Regions from separate parts of the Mus musculus genome. Here all the other regions are linked to region 1. Evidence: chromatin contacts called from public Hi-C and HiCAR-type data. All regions are on one chromosome and are shown on one strand. Each heading gives the region's core, a stretch centred on a gene start, on an enhancer-like site or on the middle of the called end of the contact. The rest is flanking DNA. Distances are from core to core; before and after follow the strand shown. Region 1 has its middle 34 kb from the start of Gm51779. Region 2 has its middle 43 kb from the start of Gm30233. Region 3 has its middle 14 kb from the start of n-TKctt21. Region 4 overlaps Igf1 (insulin-like growth factor 1).

Region 1 (5,297 bases), core at 830-3,329:
TCTTAAGGGGGATAAACAGCTTGTCCACGAACACAGCCAGCACAGAGCAGAGATCTCATCCATCCAATCTTTGCTCTTCTTGGACCATGTGTTATTTTGCTTGTGTATCCAGTTGATGTTTAATAAGTATTTATTGAACAGAGAATTGCATACAACAAAAGAGGTTTTTTGGTTTTCAGAACAGAGAACTGGGAACAATTCTCCCTGAAGAGGTGGACCAAACTGAACATGAAAAGGGTCTACTTGATTCCCCAACACAGCTGGTTGAAAGTAACGCCATTTTCTGTTCTACAAACAACCATGTTCTATAGCAGCATGAACACTCTTCTCCCTCTCTCCCTCCTCTCCTTCCTCTCCTTCTCCCTCTTTTTTCCTCACCCCCTCTGTGTGTGTGTGTGTGTGTGTGTGTGTGTGTGTGTGTTAGTGATGACCCCCACCTCCAAGGGAACTCTGTCACCTTCCTGGGACTTCATTTACAAACCGGAGTGACAATTTCTTTACACTTCCTTCTGGCAATGGGAGAAATATCATTTCCCCTTGAGAGATATAAACTACACGTCAGACGCTCTGAAGAAGAGCAGAAAAGAACCTTCATATTTAATATTTATTGAATCCTACTTAACCCAGCATTTCCCAACCCCTTTGCCTTACATAATAATGCTCATAACTAATTCCACACTTTGTCTTTTTTATGTGGCTGGGTGCTTTTGAAGAGGCACTTTCCAGTATCCTGTATGCTCAGGAGATAACCACGGGACGTGGCTTCCAGTTGTTCCTCAGGGATCAAAGCTGCAACTATGATTATGAAATCCTGAGATTTGTTAGAAAGGTTTAAAGGTTCGGCAAATTTACAGGTCATGGCTAGTTTCCTGAAATGGACCACAGGGGGCGCTAGTGGACTGTCATAATGACTGCCACACTCCAGACTTGGCAAGGAAGGGCCAGGCTGGAGCTGTGGCAACCAGGGGCACTTGAGCAGATCCTTTCTCAACTGAATGGAAAGCTACTGAGAACTTGCTCCTATCCCTTTTGGATTTCTGTTTCTTCTGGATGGGTGGTGGTGGTGGTGGTGGTGGTGGAAGAAAGGGACAGAATTCAGAAAAGAAATCTTTTGCCCTTATCCTCAGAGATCAGGTGGGGGGTGGAATCCCATAAAGCAAGACTTTTCATCTACATATCAGTGGCTTGTGCTCACTTTGAGCCAGCTGTGGTTGACCATGGAAGGCCTTATTTTTTTCTTTATAAATTCTTTTATTATAAATTAAAAAGGAGGGCGCAGGGTGTGGTATGCACGACTCTAAACCTGGCAGTCAGAAGGCTAAGGCAGGAAGATGGGGAATTCAAGTCTAGCCTGGGCTACATATTGCTATCCATACAGGGGAGAGACAGATGTCTTTAGAATATACATTTGTTTAAATTAAAAAAAACCCTTAATGTTCTATAACTTTGCTGCTTTTAATGATCTGGCAGGCTATAAGGGGCTTTGGTGCAAAATGGACATACATATCTTTTTATCATCTTTGTCATGTGGCACATATTAATGAAGGCAGCCCAACTTAAACACAATTAACTCATGGAGTGACTTTCCCCCTTTTGGGTGCTAGGGACTTAACTCAGGGTCTTGTGTATACAGGCAAAGTCTCTACCACTGAGTTAACATTCAAGTCCTTCGGAAATACTTAGCAGGCTATTGGTTTCTTTCTGTGTATGTCCTGTCTTCCCAACCAATACTCCCTGAATGTAAGGGTTCCATTTAGGAAGACTCCTTCACAAAAGCCTTTTAAAAGCTTGCCCTCAGAAGAAAGTATAAATGGGAATTGGACGGTAGCCCACAGGCAGAGGCAGAGGCTATGTTCCCACAGAGATAGTCTGTACATGGCTGGTTCAGAGAACTTTTGAGTTTAGAGGATTTTCAACATTCAGTTAACAGCATCATTTCTTTGTATATAGAAAGTGACCAAGGCTCTCAAGTGAGGCTGCTCAGTACCAGCCCTTCCAGTGCTCGAGGTTCTGACTCCTGTTCTTAAACAGGGTGCAACCTCCCAGTACTACAATCGACCTAGTCCTGGGTGTTCCAGAGATTCCAGATGTTAATCTTCACCAGCAGCGAGGGGTGTGAAGCATCACATCACACCCACCAGGGCTCCACTACCCTGTGAAACAACTTGTTTGGACAATTTCATCTTTGTCCGAATGGGAGCAGAAGAGGAAGCCGACGCGGAACACCGAGCTCAGTTGAGGATCTCTGACCAGTCACTACCCCGCTCCTCTCGCAGGGATGCTGGGAAGAACTTGGACGTGACAGAGGAGACAGTTTACACTCTTGGAAAGTTACTGGTGCCTTAGAATTCCAGGAAGTGCTGAATCATAGAGTCACAGACTAGGAAAAGCTTCATAAGAAAAAGATGAAATGAGTATCCGCCGAACACCTTCCATAAAGTGGGGTATATTTTACTTCAACCTCAGTCGCTCCGCTCTGGGTGAGGAAACCGAGAACCACAGTGGAGTAGAAACTTGGCCCCAGTTACTGAACCCGTAAGCTCAGATTTGGACTAGGTTGTCAAATGATGGAGTCATTGCTGGGAACTATTATTATATCAAGGGGTCCTATTTTCACTTTCTGGTTCCAACCGCAGGTAACACAGCACACACTTGTGCGCGATGCCCTCGTCTTTCTTCAGAGCCTTCACTAATAGCAAAGTTCTCAAAGTCACTTGTGAATGTCAAGTTCTCCCTAGGATCTAACTGCAGTCCCTTCAGAGGCACTGCCCTCAGGGGACACGGAAAATGGCTGTAACAGTCCCAGCAGCAGCTTCCCTGACTGGGTTCCAAATTGCTTCTGTTAAAAGAATTGCCAATTCAAAACACATGCGCTGTCTTCAAGCTGGGCCCCACCCCAGATGCTAGGCTTGTTTGAGCCCCTTTCAGGCTTAGCCTGGATACCAGTCCCAATCAAGCCTGGGGACCTAGACAGACAGCAATCAAGATGGAGAAAGGCTCCTCTTCCCCTCTCACACTCCAGCCAAGCCTCAGCTGGGTCTGCTTTCTAAAGCATTTTCTAGGACTAACATTTTATGTAAACACACGAAGGGCCTCATCCTGCCAGGGCTTTGCCAGGAATGAGAAAACACCATTTCTTACGTAGAGACTTGCACATTTTCTATGTCTCTTTCCTAATAGAAAAATCTAGTCCTTTAGAACAAATGCGCACACGGATGACAGGACGTAAGGAGATACAGCCAATGGTGCAGTGGTTTGCATGGAAGAACAAATGAAAGCTTGTGGCAAATGTAGGGGACTTGGAAGCCAAAGATCTGTGTTTAAATATCAACAATGTCTCCTAGCAACTGTGTAATCCTTGGCTTGACTTCCCTGAGTATCAATTTTCTCCTCCATGAAATAAAAGTAATAATACCTAACTCTCCAGGCATGGTGGTATGTGCCTGTAAGCCTAATGCTTGAGAGGCAGAAGGATTATGAGTTCATGTTCTGGGCTACATAGCATGTTCCCAGCCAGCCTGAACTGTATAATAGGACTCGGCTTCAAAGCAGCAACAATAATAATGCTTAACTAATCAGGTAAAGTTACTAAATGCTACATAAAAAATTGCATTTATTTACTGGTAACAAGGGAATAAACCTATGGCCCTGTCCTGGTTTGCTTTCTATGGCTGTGTAAAGGCCTGGTCAAAACCAATTTGGGTAGGAAAGGTATATTTCAGCTTATGTGTCCTGACACTAGGGAACTCGGCGTAGAAAACCCAGGAAGGGGCCTGGAGGCAGGAACTGTAGCAGAAGCCATATCTCCCCCCCACACCCCAGGACTTGCTTAGCCTGCATCTTTTGTTTGTTTGTTTGTCTGTTTCAAGACAGGGTTTCTCTGCATAGCCTGAATGTCATGAAACTAGCTCTGTAGAGCGGGCTGGTCTCAAACTCATAGAGATCCACCTGTCTCTGCCTCCGGAGTACTAGGAGGGCTCGTGAGTCACCACCTGGTCTAGCCTGTACTCTTATATAACCTAGGACACACCTGCCCAGAGGTAGCACCTCTCACAGTGATTCATTTCAGTCATCCATCAAAGATGTGCCCCAAAGGCTTGTCCACTGGCCAATCGGATGGAGGAACTTTCTTAACCGAGATCCCCCCTCTCCTCAGATGCTTCTAGCCTATGTCAAGTTGACAAAAAGACCAACCAGTACAGCCCTTGTGCATGCTGAGCACATGCTCTGGCACTAAGTTATATCTCCAGCTCAATTTTTTAAAGGATATTACTATTATAACTATCGCTATTACTGGAGCAGTTTAAAAAAAGTATCAGACTTTGGAGAATAGCCTTTTATCTTGCACCATTGGGGAATATCTTTATATATTAAATAAATGCTGTTAAGAAAGTCCACATGTATTGAGTACCCACTACATACTGAGCTTTATATATCTTAAGGATTCTATGCTTTAGCTCATTGCTAGTCATCATAGAAGGTAATCGTGCTGTCTTTAGCACTCCCACTTTACAGAAGGGGAGAAGTGAGGCAAGGTCACCAAGCCCATGAGCTTCTAAGTTGTGGAATCTACGACAGTCTAACTACAGAATCCACACACCTGAGCACTATATCTGTAAGATCTCATTTATCTGAGACAGGGTCAAACCCAGCATGGCTGTTTCTTCTTTATACAGAGTATAGAGGTGAACAGTTCAGGACGAGGGGTTCTACCACACTCAAGGTACCTGCTCTGTCCCATATATACATGAAAGTAGATTATAGAGCCTCATCCACCATCCTTATAGCCCAAGAAGTAAGGGTGAAAAAGGGACAGGAGAGAAAGGGACAGATATATGTTGGTTTGTTACTAGTGTCTAGTCCTACATGTAGCCCTACACAACACCCATTGATTCCCAATGAACCCATTGATTACAGTAGCAAAGATCAATACAGACATTATTCTGCATGGCCTGTGGCCAGTTAGAAATGAGAGGATTTTTCTTGATGAAAGGGGGAGGATAACAAGAGGGTGTGTGTGTGTGTGTGTGTGTGTGTGTGTGTGAGCACTCCCTGTTCTTGCAGACGACCTGGGTTTGGTTCACAGCACTCACACGGTGGCTCATATTTACCAGGTACCCAGTTGAATGATGAATATTTTCTAAGCCCATATATTGCACCTATCTTTCAGCTCATCTCCTAGCCAAGGAAGTTGGGGACATGCCTTGAAATCTATAAACATCACTTTTACTTCCTCAGATGATGGCATGAGATGAGAACCACACCCAAGCTGTGCTAATGAATGGTTTGGGCCGAGA
Region 2 (4,982 bases), core at 2,063-4,562, 260 kb after region 1:
CTGTAACTTACCCATGTGAAAAGATGCTGCCGAAGGTTACTAAGTTGCTGTTACTCTGTTCCTAATCCCATATATGTTTTCTTTGTGGGGTAATCAGAATTCTTTAACCAATAAACAAACAAACAAACAAACAAATGAATGAATGAATAAGAGCAAACTACCGCATAAAATCGGTTGGAGAGCAGTAGGAAGTAATATTTCACAGATTTGGGCTCAATTCTCACCCTTCGCCCTTCCCATTGGGATTCCAATCCCCAAAACACTACTGCTCTTCCGGGTTCTCATTGCCCTTGCTAATTTGAATGTTTCTATATTCTTTCAGTTGGTCTGTTTGTTTTTTTACTCATTTATTTGGTTTTTGATATATAAGGGCTTGCTTTGTAGCCCAGGCTGGCCCCACACTCCCCATCTTCCTACATCGCCTTTCTGAACACTGGATTTACAGTTGCATGTGACTATGCTTGACTCATTCTTTGGTTTCTGAGATATCAGTTTCTTTTCCATCTGTATGTCTTAGAAGTGGAAGTGAGAGTTTGGAGAAAGAAGGTAAGAACCACATCTTGAGTCTGGAAGTAGACATTGGACATGGTACTTTATGCTACAAATACAATGCTGTAGCTCTGACAGGTCTCTGGAATGTTGGATTTCCAGTCTTTATTCTGCCTTTTCTTAAAAAATTTCCAGAATTTTCCTTGGGTCCTCTAATAGTGAACTTGCTATGATCTCCAGTGATACCATAACAATGATTGGTCTAGGTTTTGCAGTTTTTCATTGGATCAATGAAAATTTGTGGTTGGCAAATATTTGAGGGGCAACCCCAGAAGAAAACAACAACAGAGGCCATTAGCCACATAGCTGTAGCCAGCTTTTTGACTAGAAAAAAAATGCATTTGGGGGTCCTGTTGAGAGAGTCACTGATAATTATGGGAAATTCCTGAAAACAGAGGAGCCATCCACCCTGGTTTCGGAAATAGGGTCCTCCCTTGTCCTGGAACTCCCTGCTTATGCTAAACTGGCTGACCAGCAAGCCCAATGGATCGGTCTATCTCAGGTTCTCTAGTGCTGGGTGTATGACCAATGTGCTCTGATTTCTGATCTTTATTTCATCTTAAAACATGGGTTTTGGGGACTGAATCTTGGTCCTCCTCCTTGCAAAGTAAGTAAGCACTTTGCCAACTGAGCAAATGACCCCCCCCCCTTCCCTTAAAAAAAAATTGGATGACAAGTCTGCAGTCCTGGAAGCTGGCAATGACAGAGAAGAGCCGTGACAAAACAACATATCACTGATGACGTTGAAATCTGGGAAATGGTAGCAATGAGTGCAGGGCAGATGAGCTCTGCCTTCCATCACATAGGACCAGAAAACCAGATTATGTGCTACACCGGGAGCCTAAGAATGGGTCCTCAGATGGTTGCACTTCCACTCCTTAGGACCTGGATGAGGAGGCTTGCTCCGTGGAGGATAAGGACTTAAATGGAATTGAACATCTTCTGATGGCTCTACTCTGGGCTTCCCAAACAGGCACCAGCCAGCACAAGGAAGGAAAAACCATCCTACTTCTGGCTCTTCCAAGACCCTTCATTCTTTCTGCTTATATGCTCAGTTCCAACTTCTAGCAGTCTTTTGATATCTGAACTTCTACACTTTATTATTTTATATCTTACTGGACCATTTCCTGGTTTAATGGTTCGTTTAAAAAAATCCCTTCTGCCTCTGAATTTTTCCCTTCTGGAAATGTTCTCTGGCTGTTTTCTTTCCAACTGAGTCTACCCCAGACCGAATCCTACTCCCTAGAGGTATCCTCTTGTAATGTTTTGATGTATATAGCTTTCCAGACCTCTTCAATTATTTTATATGCTAACTGGAGTCATACCCTGTTACAGCGGGAAGAGACCCTGAAGGTCATCTGCCCTCCTCCCCATTTCTACCTTGGAGGTTTCCATAAGATAAATGTCCCATCTAAAATCCCACCATAGCATGGAGCTGACAAACTAAAACTTAGGTCCTAAGTTCCGCATCACGTTTTAATATTCTTAGTCTATTGGGTGCCTCAGAGAAGTGGTTTCTGTAAGGTAGATGGAACGGCGTGTGGTGATTTACTTTACAAGGCGAGCATCCATTTTCTAATGGATGGTAACAGCTCTTCCTAACCACACAGCAATGCCTGCAGCGTTTCCTTTGGCTAGAGGCTGGTTTCACAGGCCTGGTGCTCTGCTGCCTAAAGCAGCGCTCTTGGATGGAAGCCTCTCGGTCATACAGAAACCCTTGCCTCTACTTCAGTCTTTCACTCCATTGTGTTGGCCACAGTCACAGGTCTCCCTACGTTTGCCTCAAGTGCTTCTGGAAGGATGGAGCTTAGCCCAGACAGGCTGTTCACAGAGCAGACTCTGGCTATCTTTCCGAATGTTCCCCATAAACCCCAGGATTTTCTTCTGGTGCAGAACATCATGTTTTGTTTTGTTTTTTTTTCTCATATACCTTCAGATAAAATTTATAGCTTGCTTAGTAGGGTCTGACCTACCTTAGACATCTAGTCTGGCCTTCTTTCATATTTTTAAAACCGATCCTCCCTAAGGCTTTTACTTTGAGTACAAGTTGCGCTCCTCCGGTCCATTACAACCTGCACGTGCCCATGAAATGGCCCTAATGGGAGCCTTCAGATCTGCTGTCTCCTCTTCCTATTCCATCTCGGAACATCTCGCTCACCTGACCCACTTGGATACCTTACGGTTGCTCTTCTTCCACCTGGCAGAGAGCTTTCGTCTTCATCCAAGCCTAACATCTCTTCGGAGTTATCATGAATACATTTCCTTTGACTATAGCCAGATCAAGCTCATAGTAAATTTTGGATAAAAATGTTGTTGTTGTTTTGTCCTTTTTTTTTAAAATTTTTAATGTATTTTTGTCAGGCACACAAATCAACCAAACTTGAACTTGAAAGGAAGAATGTGCTAAGAGGGGGCGCCGGGGGAGGCACTCTGCAAATATATTTTGCAATGAACAGAGTACAGGCGAGCTCTTCGGTGCATGGTGTGGAGGTTATTGTGTAGGGACTTTTCTCTCACATTAGTCTCTGCCTGATGTTTCCGTGTGTGTGTGTGTGTGTGTGTGTGTGTGTGTATTGTATGGTATGTTAAACAAGTGTTATTTTGTTTCTTGTAGCTGCAGGAGAACACGTTCATGTTTGCCTTTCATATCCACTTTAAAAGGACGGGATCTGTTTTACAACTTGGGACCGTTGCTATGAAGCCGTCTGAAGCATGGCCTCCAGTTCAGGCTCACGCCTCTGGGCCTTAATCACAAGCAGATGCTCCCCTGAATCAAGAATTTCCCTCTCTGCCTGCCTATTCGGCCTGAGCAATGAGCTGCCTAACTTGGATCCTCTGGGCTTCTTGAAAAACTCCACAGGCTGCCTCCCTAGCATGCTGGTAACAGAAGATTGATATTTCCCAGGTCCAAGCAGGACTTTGAAATAATACCTATCCCTTGCAGAGAGCTATTTATCTTCCCCTCCTCCCACAAGTGTTTTCACATACATGAGCTCATTGTATCCTTCACGAAGTCCTTGGAGTTAATCAGGAAAAGTAGAATTTCCCCCCCCAGGAACCTGAGGTCCTGATGTTAAGTAGCGTTCCCAGGTCACACAATGAGCTTGGACTCCTGGTCTAGTATTCTTTGTACCAAAGTGACACCAGCATTGACTTGGTCCTGTGTCAAAGTTGTTCAAGCTGTTTCTCAGGAGCTGGCTGAATCCAGGCTGCCTATCATTTATAGAGCTTAAATTTAAGTTACATTGGAACATCAATGTACTGTTCTGTGTTTTTCTCCTAAGTCTTCAAGCTATATATCGAAGGCAGTGAATCAGTGGCCCTAAAATTTTGGGGGGTAGCTTGTTTAAGATATGCTGGTTCAGAATATAAAAGATATAGCCCCAAATTCAGCGTAAAAGAATAATAAAAATGTGCTTAACCAGTGAGCCATCTCTCCAGATCCCGGAGTTTTAAGAAGCTTGGTCTGTGACTCTCATCTCTTCAGCATATACTCTGTGTGATAAACTTTTTTTTTTTCTTATAGGAATTAAGGAGGCTGCATTTTATTTCAGGATTGGTATGTATCATGAGATGAGGTTAGCACAAAAGCTCGTCTTACAAACTTGTAGAAGTCTTGGGGAGAACTGTGGCCATCTGAAGACTCAAACTGAAGGCTTCAATCCATATATGTACAAACGTGGGGAGTGGCAGCTGTGTAAAGATGTGCCAGTAAACACATAGATGCTGAAGCAGTATGTTTGAAATATCCTCATAGCTGTCGCAGAACTAGGGTACAGTTGGGGAATTTATAATCTAGGCTTCTGCCATAGAAGCAGATGTGAACAAGGCCACCTGCAGAGTTGGTGACAGTTAAGAGCTTTGAGCTGGACTTCCAGCTTTGGCCCACTTTGTGTAGATTTTTAGCTTAACTCCAATACCTTCATTCCCTTTTCTATGCACTGTATAATGGTAGTTCACTTGAACTGCTGATGCTTTTAATCTGAAGCCAGGGCCAGGAAATTGGGAGGTTTTTTTTTTTTTTTTTTTCTCCTTTCCTTTTTTTTTTTTTTTTTTTTAACATCTGGAAATATTTACCTCAAGATCTTGAGAAAAAAGAGTTCTTGGTTGGATAGAGGAGAGGAGCAAGGCAGAGGACCCAGAATCAAAGTGTTCATTTCCAGCTCAGCAAACAACAGACTGTGTACACGATCAGAAGGAACAGAAGTGTCCTCTTTTCTGAGCCCATGAGTACATTGCCGTTGACACAAGGACCTTATCTGTGATAGGTTATGACAGAGTTCCAAACCAGATGACAAGATTCGGTGAGGCTGTTTCTGCTGGACGATTACAATCATCTTAATAAATACTTAGTGCCATTTACTGCGAGGAGAGAGTGGGCGTACAGTACTTTGTGGGCTTCACAGTTAGTGTTGAGGAGTCTAGGAGAAAGA
Region 3 (4,808 bases), core at 18-2,517, 490 kb after region 1:
GGATAAACTGGGAATGTGTGGGGATGGGAACAGGAACATTCATATGGGGAAAGCTGGAAGGAGGGAATAACAATACCGGGAGAGACAACTGGAACTGGTTGGGGGACAAGTTGGGAATGAGCTAGAAACCTAGTTCAGTGGAAATTTCCAGGACTCTAAGAATGTGACCTTAGCTAAGACTCCTGGTAATGGGGACTACGGAGCCTGAACCAGCCATCTCCTGTAACCAAGGAAGACTTCCTGGGAAGGAACTGGGATACCAACCCAACCACAAATCTTCCAACCTACAATCTGTCCTGCCTACAAGATGTGAGACTCTCCCATGATTTTACAGTGAATGCTTCCACCCCTACTTCCCAGTTAGCTAAACCAACCTAGGGGACTTGCAATCACCTAGGCACAACTACAGTGGCTGAGACAGGATTTGAACCCAAGTCCTCTGACTTCTTGTCCAGCTGTTGATTATTGCCATACGCCCATTTATTGAGGACCTTGATGTAACTCATGGAGAAACAGGTCCCGGAGGAAGAAGCAGCTCATTGCAGCTGGCAGCAGATTGTGTCTGGAATTAGATTTAGAGTGCCTGGCTTCACAAAGACACTGACTTCTGAACTTCCAGCTGCTGCAGCCGGCGCCAGACCGAAGCTGCTGATGGTGCTGGAGAGGTTCAAGGCCCCAGAGACATGCCTGTAAGATGTTTGGCTCAGTAACTGTCTTATGGCATCATCTAGATATCGATTCAAGGGGCAGTTATGGGCTGTGAGGCTAAACGTGGGGTTGCCATGGATTGGGGAAACAGATGACATACCCCATTTGATCCTCCAAGATCTAGCTTGCTCACTTCTCATCTAGGACAGCTGAGCTTTTACTTGAGGCTGTTTGCCATGGTGTTTTCTGTCAATGCTCAGTGGGCTGCAGAGTCATCTTCTGGTGCTGTGGGAATGGCCACCTGACTAGGCCAGCCCAAGACGCTGCCACTGTGTATCTAACAAGCCAGCTCCTGCATGACCCTGATGTAAGAAACCCAGTATTATTCTTTGAAAGCACTCCACAATATTTTAATCCATATCTTCTGGGAAGAACTATAGACTGAGAGGATGCATGGAGTGAGATTTAAAAAAAAATTATGGTTGTACAAAGTCCAAATCACATGGAGCCTGGTTTTTAATTTGAGCCTCAGTGGTTTGGTCTGTTAAATGGATCCAGTAGTGGGGAAGCTTAAACAAAGTATTGTACACACTGTCAAGCAGGTGGCAGTAATGATTGCACTGAATACAATTCTCAGAGATAGAAAGGATCTAATTAGATATGAGATCTGTTCCCATTCTATTTCAGAGTTTTCCTGGATCTACCTCAGGAATAGGGTAGCAGCAGGCTTAATTTCTGTTGACAAGGACCAATGTTTTTAAGCTTCTGCCTAAAAATGAGTCACCATACAAGAGGCTGATTGGCTGACACCAGTTCTATTTTGCTGCGTACTGAATAATGAGGGGGGGGGGATGGACTGGTTATTAATGCAGAGAAGGCGGGTGGGGGAAAGCAATGAATAGAGACACAAAAATAGCCTCAGTAATTATAAGCCTTACAAAGCCTGTTGTGACGTACCGTGTGAGTCAAAAAAGAAGTGTGTGTGACATGAATCATTCTATGAATAAGAGAAGAAATCTTACTTCCTAAAGTGGGTTTTTGTCAGCAGTAATGCTCCATGCTGAAAAATGTATACTTTTCAGCCAATGATGGATACCTTTGCTGGGGCTAGGGGGATGGGGGAAAGATTGTGGGAAAGGGTGAATAGGAGAGGAGCAGTGGGTGGGATGTAGAGTGAATAAGTAGTAGTAGTAGTAATAAGAAACATTTCTTCTTCAACACAACAAAAATGAAACCAAAATTCTCATGGCAATTCAGTCTGAGCTCAGCTCTGGACTCACCTTAGTGGGAAAATTACAACATACTTCAGCAAGTTTTAATGTGTTAACCAGTCTCTGCCTCTTTGAAAATACACGATAGCAGTTTTGGCTTGGGAACTGCGATATGAACACATCGATGATCCTGGCAAGCTATGCAGCTCAGTGAGAGAGGCAGGAGGAAGAACGGAGAGAAGAGAATCTATATGAGGTGAGCGGAGCAGTCCCTTGTGTTTGCAGACTGGAGTTGGGAAGCAGGGCAGGTACCGTGGTTGGACTGAGACTTGTTGTAAGCATCAGAACATCCAGCCTGTCCTCTCTACCAGAGCATCCTCTGGATCTGCAGGATGGATGTTCACCTCTCCCAGGCCGACTAGTCCTGGGAGAGTCTGCAGGGTCTGCTTCCTAACTCCTGGGTGCCACCTTCTCACTGTGGCCTAACACAATAGAAAAAGTATGGTGGTCTTCAGGCTTCTCATTTGTCAAAGCGTTCATATCCTGTTCGTGTGGGTTCTGCCTTCATGGATCTAATTCCTTCCCAAAGACCTCAGATCTTCCTATAACCCCAGTGCCTCAAGGCTAGGTTTCAACATATACATTTTTGGGGCTTCACAAATATTCAAACCATAATACATTTCAGTCATCTTCTTCCTAATGGTGGCGATCAGTGAATTAATACTTTTGAAGCTTGGCTGCAGGTTTCCACTGATTTCATTAACTAATTCTACAGCGTTCCAATTTGTTGAAAGTCTAGTTCTACTGGGGCTTTGGTAAATGGGATAGAGAGATGGTAGGATCCATCACATATACAGACACTAAACTATTGCTGATGCCAAGAAGTGCTTGCTGACAGGAGCCTGGTATAGCTATCCCCTGAGAGGCTGTGCCAGAGCCTGACCAATACAGATGCAGATGCATGCAGCCAACCATCAGACTAAGCACAGAGACCCCCCAATGGAGCAGTTAGGGGAAGGTCTGTGGGAGCTGAAGAGGTTAGCAACCCCACAGGAAGAACAACAATACCAACCAACCAGACCCCCCATATCTCCCAGGAACTAAACCACCAACCAAAGAGTACATACACATGGGGGAACCCATGGTTTCAGCCACCTATGTAGCAGAGGATGGTCTTGTCTGGCATCAATGGGAGGGGGGACGCTTGGTCCTATGGAGGCTCCATGACCCAGCATAGAGGAATGCCAGGGCGATGAAGAAGGAGGGTGGGAGGGTGGGTGAGCACCCTCATAGAGGCAGGAAGAATGGGGGAGGGGACAAGAGGTTTAACTGAGAAGGGGAATAACATTTGAAATGTAAATAAATAAAATAACCAATAAATTTTTCTTTTTTAAAAAAAGGGTGGAGATTGCTCTTTGGCATTTCACTATGGAGCTAGAGAGAAATCTCAGTAGTTAAGAGCACTGCTGTTCTTTCAAAAAACCCAAATCCAATTCCCAGCACCCATGTGAGAGTGCACAACTGTCTGTAACTCCAGTTCCAGGAGATCTAGTGTCCTCTTCTGGCCTATAGGGGTACATGTGTGTGGTGCACAAACATACATGGAGACAAAGTAACAGTATGGATAAAATAAAATGATAAAATTTAAAAATTTTCAGTACATTTTAATTGGTCACTGTTTAGAATTGATGGCCCCCAAACAATGTGTATGCAATGTCTTCAAGCATTTGAATTTGCATATATGTATCTATTTCATGTGTATATATACATATAACATATTCAGATAGAGTCTATACTGAGTATAGACTGTCATTGTTCAAGCTGACTGTCATTGTTAAGACAGATGTTCCTGCCAAGCAAAGGAAAGTAGGGTGATCCAACAGTCCTTCCCACTGAAATAAGAAACAAAAGAGAATCCCCGTTTTTGAAACAAACAGAGAAACAATAGAAACAAGCGTGTATTGGCAAGGATACATAGAAACTGGAGATCTAGCCCACTACTGGTGGGATTTAAAATAGTATAGCTAAGAGTGAACAATGAGGTTGTTTTTCAAGAACATCAACACTGGGTTACCACAAGGTCAATTATTTTCATTGTGGGGTAGAGACTCCAAATGCATTGACAGCAGTCTTGAGATACTGGACACCCATATTTATGGAAGCTTTGCTCACAATTGTCATAAATAAAAATAACCCAAGTGCTGTTGCACATATGTATGATTGAATATCATAAAGCCTTCTAGGGGAAGTCAGTTCTGAATCATGATATGTTGTTGAAGACATTATACTCAAAGGAATAAGCCAGACATACAAAACGTCAAATATCATATCATTTCCACTCAGTGGAACACAGAATTAGCCAAATCCATAGATAAAGACATTATAAGAATGGGTTTCAAGGGCTGAGATGGTGAGTTATAGAGAGCTAGTGTTTGATAGGCAGGAAAAAACAGGGGAGGGGCTGTGATGATGGTTGTCTAACAGTGAGAATAATAAAATTGTCAAATTGTATACTTAAAGGGGGCAGAAGGGTTAAGTGTTATGCTCTGCATATTGTACCACCTTTCAAACGTGATAAAGAAGGAAAGGAAGAGCCATGTGCCTAAGGGTGTACACCACCACTGTCCCTTTCCCATAAAGGCAAGGCCTGGGATAGCTCCAAGAACCCTTTGGCTTTCTCTTCTTGGAAGCCCATGTGAAATGAGAATCGATGCTTTTTGTGGGCCACATTTCATAGCATTGGCTTGCTCTCTTCAACCCTGGAGGGGCAAGGAAAAGTCTCCTGAACACATCCTTTCTCTTGCATAAGAGTTTGTAACGAACTGGGCACGTTTGGATTTGGGAGCTCCTAGGAGAGGCTAGATGCTGGAGAGCATGGGTCACAGAGACAGCCTGCAAGACAGCCTCAGCTGGAGCATCACCCTTGGAGGGGAACAGGAGTTGCTGTAA
Region 4 (5,411 bases), core at 545-3,044, 420 kb after region 1:
CAACAACATGAAATAGAACACATTATAAAAGCATCTAGAGTAATATTAATGCTTTCTTGTTTCAGAAGAAAGTTGACATCTGCTAGAAGACTTTACAAAGTCAGTTACATCTGAGAGAACAAACCCATGAACAAAACCTGGTAATAAATCATGTAGGTTGGATGTTGGAAGATGTTGCGGACATTTGTAGACCCAATAAGCCAACTGATTCAGGGACTTTTGGACTGAAGCAAGTCATATTAAGAGGTGAAATGGGCCAGAGTAAGATAGTTGAGAACAATGGAAGTTTAGGTGAGGCAGAAAGGAAAAGACGTATCAAGATGAAGAGAGTTGTCCTTCAATGAATATTGGCCAAAAATTGGTCCTGTCTAAAAGCAATGCAAGGACAAAGATGGAGCAGAGACTGAAGGAATGGCTGACTAGCCCATTTTAAGACCTATTTCAGGAACAGGTAACAATTCATCACACTATCAATGATGCTATGTTACACTTGAAGACAGGGGCCTAGTATAGTAGCCCTCTGAGAGGCGCTACCCATCAGCCAACTGAGACAGATGCAGATACCCACAGACAAACTTTGGATGGAGGTCGGGGACCCCTGTGGAAGAGTTAGGGGGAAAGATTGAAGGCCCTCAAAAAATGACAATCCTACAGGAAGACCAACAGTGTCAACTAACTTGGACCCCTGGGAGCTCTCAGGGACTGAGCCACCAACCAAAGAGCATACATGGGCTGGTTCAAGGCCCCTGGCACATATGTAGCAGAGTGCTGCCTTGTTTGGACTCAGTGGGAGAAGATGTGCCTAATCCTGTAGAGACTTCATGCACCAGTGTGGGGTGGTAAGCAGGGGGAGCTACCCTCTTAGACCTATCCCAGGTCTTAGAGGCTAAGGGGAGATGGGATGAGGAGAGGAATTCTTTGAGGGGAAATCAGTGGGGGTTCGGGGGAGGCAACATTTGGGTTGTAAATAAATAAATAAATAAATAAGATATTGGCAGATAATTCAGATTAAAAAAAACCAACACAGTCTTTTCCAAGAAAAATACTTATGAAGACTAGATACAAGATACAGGCTGTTGGTTTGTGGGTTCTGCTGTAGGGAAACATTAAGAAATGCAACTGGACAAAGTCTGGCAGTGGCCCTCTTTTAACATGCCTTGCTGTCAAATTAGAGAATTTGGGCTCAATTTATTTAGCCATGCATGGTCACTGGAAAGTTGTTTAGGAAAGGAATAAAGCGATTAGAACTGTGTTTATAAAGATGAATCTCCTGGGTGGGATGGCTGGAGTCAGGCAAGATTGGACACAGAGCGAGTATCGAGGAAGCTGTTGCAATAGTTTTGCTGAGTGATGAGGAGGCTCAGAATGGTGATGGGACTGGATGGAGGGACACATGTGGAATCTTCCAGTGAATTGGTAACAGCTGTTCTCGATCTTGGTGCAAAACAAACTATAATGCTACAGCTTGCTTTGTCTAAAAAAGTTGAGTTTGATGGTCCACACTGTCTTAAACATACTGGATGATTGCATAAATGATTCATTAAGTTGGCTACAAACCTGGCCTTTTCTGCTTGACAAGGCCTGTAGCCAAATTCTTCACTTGCTGTTGAAGGAGCATCCCTTTGATGATCTCTAAGTTTATTAAATGTTTGGGATTTCAGACTTGGGTTCTTCTTTCAATAAAGAGAGCCTGATAGCTTACAAATTCTTGATGACGTGTACCTTTGGTATGTCTGGGGAGAGCTATGAAGTTGTGCAAAAGATAAAGTCTGTGTGGTATTCCTATGAGTCAGCGGAAGTTAGCCGAGTGAGTGGGTGATCTTACAGAGCCAATAAATGCATGATGGATTGAATGAGAGAAAAGTGGATATTTTGCATCCAAAGGGATTGTGCATATCTTCAGCAGAAACAGTGTGGGCTGGTGCTAACAGCAGATGACTATATAAATGAATGAAGCAACCCTTCAAGGTCACTATGGTGTGTGCTGGGCTCACAGTGCATATTCTGAAAGCTGCAGACAAGGGATGCCACTTGGGCTTCAAAGCAGATCCCGCCATAGTATGCCAGCCTATTTTCCAAGAGACTGTGTTACCTTTTGCTTTCATTTAGGATATTTTGATGTTTATAAACACACACACACACACACACACACACACATATAACAATTCATGTATGTGGGTTACAGTTGGATGGGTTTTGAGTGGCGACTGGAATCTTGTGAGATCTGCTCACCAACTCCATGAGTGTAGTGGTTGTGCTTACTTTTTAACCTCTTGTTATCAGGCCAGGGCCAAGCAGAGCACATTCTGTAAATGGTGAAATCAAGAGACGGAATCAGAGAATGCAGGAAATATACCCTTATGATTTGGGTTGTAAGATTGATATTTAAGGAGTCCTTGTGGCACAAGAGTAAATCTTCTGTCAAGGCAGGCTTCATTTTCCCATGGACTCCGTTCACCACAAAGCAGATACTCAGTGGCTGAGTCTACAGTGAAACTGGTGGTTGCTGTGATTTAACTTCTATGTGTTTTTATCAAAGAGCCAGGTAAAGGTTAATGAGAGAAGAGTGCTAGCAACCGTGAAGACAAACAATATACTTGACTCCGTATCTAACTGGACCCTTTAAAAGCAGGACTAAGGAGATTCAGATTCATTGTGAACTGCTTGTTCCAGATAAGGCTGTAGATATTATTTTGTCAATATTGAGTCAGTGATGTGATTGTATGCAAATAGTTGTCACCTGGTTCTAAACAGATCAAATGTAACAATTTGGTCTAAGAACAACACCAAGATTCTAGACCAAGTATCTTTAAGAAGTTTCAAAGAGCTTAAGAAAAGTGCATATAAGAAAACGTGGAAGTTGTATTGTCTATTCTTTTCCCCTGAAAAACAGAGAAAAGAGATCACCATTACCTATTTCCAAGGTAGAACACCTTAGTTAATCTTAATAGCATTGTTCCAGTGGCAAATTTGATTATTACATTCACTAGATTTATTTAGTTCTGAGTAGTTCCAAGATCTTCTAACTATCTGATTTAAAACCACTCTTGTTTCTTTCTAGCCTCATTTAAGGGACAGAAGTTCAAGCTGGCTTGCTTTCATCTTTATCTGCTCTGCTATAGGACCAAATCCCCAGGAGGCTGTCTTGTGTGTGTGAGTGTGTGTGTGTGTGTGTGTGTGTGTGTGTGTGTGTGCCTGGTCCTGTATTATTATGCTCAAGCAGGGGATTTGTCATATTCTAGAATGGCCCTGGGGAAACTTGGATATTACTTTGAGACACAGTTTCAAAGTTTATCCTTTGCCTTCTGATGGGTGGTAGAAATATATTCTTATCATACCCAATCATTTCTATTAAACCAAAACAGGAGCCATGAGGGAAACAGTCAGCAGAGACTAATAGAAATCTGAGAATCTGGCTGGCATAAAGATGGAGGCAAAGTGATAGGAATGAAACACATTTTCTTGCTTAATGCACTTTTATATAATATACACACATAAGCAGACATATATGTGTACAAATGCACGTATATACGTAGACACATATGCGTACATGCACGCACATATACACACAGCACTGTTGCTGGGTTATTTCTGAAAACTGTAACTCTTGAGAAAGAAACTGGCAAGATCTTAAGGTCTTGGAGCTCAGTTCCTGGCCCTGGTGACAGGTTTGAAAATTGCAGCTACAGCAATTGGGAATTCCAATTTCTAGTTCACAGAAAATCAGGCCACAGGGTTATCCTTAGAGCATCTCTGTATTTCCTCTGTAGAGAAACCACTAACTTGAGAAAATAGAGGCTACTGCCTCGCCTTCTACATTGGAAGAAACTATAAGCAGGCTTGACCTCAGCATTATCGTTCGGCTTCAGTAGAAGCTGAGCAGTGCCTACTTTTTATTCTTTCTTCTGGAATGAATGCCACACATTATTTTCTAAAACAAGTTTTCTCCGACCCCAGTGCCCATGCAATCCCCCAAGGGATCTAGTTAACATGCAAATTTGAGATTATTTGAGGGTGCTAGGAGCCCCTGATCCTGCCTCTCCAATAAGCTCCTAGGGTGTTTTGAGCAGCCTGCCTTCAGATCTACCTTCATACACCACGCGACATTAACATGCATCTTTAAGAGCATTTGCTAGTCAAACACACTTGACCCAATGTGAACAATAGGTTGTTTCTGGATATAAAACACTTTTTATATTTATCAATCACATCCCTGAAGGGATAGATTTCTCTATTTTTTAGTATTGCTAGTTTTTTTTTTTTGTTGTTGTTGTTGTTTTTTAATGTGGTGGTAAGAGTGAGGTCAAAGTTATTTATCTTGAAACCCATCACCTATCTAGCGACTGTAAGGTTTCCAGGAGCAAGTGAGAGCTTCTGAACTAGCTAGAAGTAAGTCCCTCTTTGTCTTTAGCTTATACATCACTTCTGCATAGTTACTGGTCAATCAGTAGCTTATGTATTAAGATAAAATCCCACAGTCTCATGTAAAAGCATTATTATGATAAGTCTAAGAATGCCAACCAGACTTAGGGCATGAACACTTTTCAAAGTCTTACATTCCTACAACTTTAGGATCCTCAAAAAAAAAATCTAACTTAAGGGAAGCCTACTATGTGACTACATCATTGAGCATCTAAGACATTGCCTCCAAATAACTGTTCCACCCTGGGAGGTAAGAGCCAGCAGGAAAGAAGTAATCCCAAACGTAAAAAATACTCTCTCAACACCCAAGCTGAGAGAGTGGAACTCACTATCATTTGCATCTGTGCTGAAAATATAGCCATACTTGTTGGGAACACTTGCTGTGCTTGACGAACACAGTAAAATGGCTGGAGCCATAGGAGGGAACAAGCTGGAAATGGTTTCCATCTGATCTTGTGTTTTCACTCAATAGCCATTGATCGAGGCTGCCCAGCCAAGAACAATGAGCCCGAGAGCCAACTATAGTTTTATTCTTCAGCCATATTAGATAGAGTTGCAGCTAAGATTTGTTATGCGTTTCAGGAATAACCAAACATCCATACAGTGCAAGTATTTGGCAGCATGGCAGCTGATGAAACCAGAAAAAAAGGAGACAAATTATCAATTTCTCGCTCCCAAATTACTCTAAGAAATTAGATCCATTTTCAGTAGCTTTGCCTTCAAATTTTTTCATTTCGTGAATCACCATCACCTTCTGCCAAACTAAATAAGCCTATGAACAACTGGAGACTTGAATGGAAAGAAATAGAAAACTCAAAATACATAGGAAAATTTAAGCTTCTTCATGGAAGACTGGAATATACACCTTTTGCTTTGGGTAGCTTATATCAGCTAGCGAAAGAAAGTGTGTTAATTAGCCAAGCAGCTAACATTAAACTGACTCAGGAAAATTCCCTTTTCACCTTTGCTCTTTCTCTTTGAAGCCTCCA

What was found. Hi-C and Micro-C count contacts between places; a contact is called where the count stands out from the background. HiCAR-type assays count read pairs that join an accessible place to other places.
Region 2: a contact with region 1 is called in a Hi-C map of uterus. The contact joins two enhancer-like sites. A contact is called at or near these places in 3 of 484 Hi-C or Micro-C datasets (embryonic fibroblasts, nephron progenitors and uterus).
Region 3: a contact with region 1 is called in a HiCAR-type map of fibro-adipogenic progenitors, with 6 times the contacts expected there. The contact joins two enhancer-like sites. A contact is called at or near these places in 1 of 484 Hi-C or Micro-C datasets (uterus) and 3 of 115 datasets of contacts at active chromatin or transcription factors (VIP interneurons, fibro-adipogenic progenitors and microglia).
Region 4: a contact with region 1 is called in a HiCAR-type map of fibro-adipogenic progenitors, with 6 times the contacts expected there. The contact joins two enhancer-like sites. A contact is called at or near these places in 22 of 39 promoter capture datasets (the 3T3-L1 cell line, 3T3-L1-derived adipocytes, the C10 cell line and 15 more), 1 of 15 datasets of contacts at CTCF or cohesin (the NIH/3T3 cell line), 19 of 484 Hi-C or Micro-C datasets (the AML12 cell line, the BV-2 cell line, the C2C12 cell line and 11 more), 7 of 115 datasets of contacts at active chromatin or transcription factors (cardiomyocytes, craniofacial prominence, embryonic basal ganglia and 4 more) and 4 of 9 other capture datasets (adipose tissue, embryonic tail, liver and 1 more).

The regions. Positions count from the first base shown.
Region 1 is chr10:88,300,108-88,305,404 of GRCm38.p6, reverse strand. It overlaps a transcript of Washc3 not described here. Among named protein-coding and RNA genes, the nearest start is that of Gm51779, 34 kb to the left of the region's middle. Within about 2 kb of position 2,079, at least 39 of the 459 cell types and tissues checked have an H3K27ac peak or open chromatin away from gene starts, as enhancers often do. A contact at or near this core is called in fibro-adipogenic progenitors and uterus, where this site is marked.
Region 2 is chr10:88,044,656-88,049,637 of GRCm38.p6, reverse strand. No RefSeq gene overlaps it. Among named protein-coding and RNA genes, the nearest start is that of Gm30233, 43 kb to the left of the region's middle. Within about 2 kb of position 3,312, at least 37 of the 459 cell types and tissues checked have an H3K27ac peak or open chromatin away from gene starts, as enhancers often do. A contact at or near this core is called in uterus, where this site is marked.
Region 3 is chr10:87,813,805-87,818,612 of GRCm38.p6, reverse strand. No RefSeq gene overlaps it. Among named protein-coding and RNA genes, the nearest start is that of n-TKctt21, 14 kb to the left of the region's middle. Within about 2 kb of position 1,267, at least 20 of the 459 cell types and tissues checked have an H3K27ac peak or open chromatin away from gene starts, as enhancers often do. A contact at or near this core is called in fibro-adipogenic progenitors, where this site is marked.
Region 4 is chr10:87,876,549-87,881,959 of GRCm38.p6, reverse strand. The region is part of intron 2 of Igf1 (insulin-like growth factor 1); the gene reads right to left. Among named protein-coding and RNA genes, the nearest start is that of Igf1os, 16 kb to the right of the region's middle. Within about 2 kb of position 1,794, at least 35 of the 459 cell types and tissues checked have an H3K27ac peak or open chromatin away from gene starts, as enhancers often do. A contact at or near this core is called in fibro-adipogenic progenitors, where this site is marked.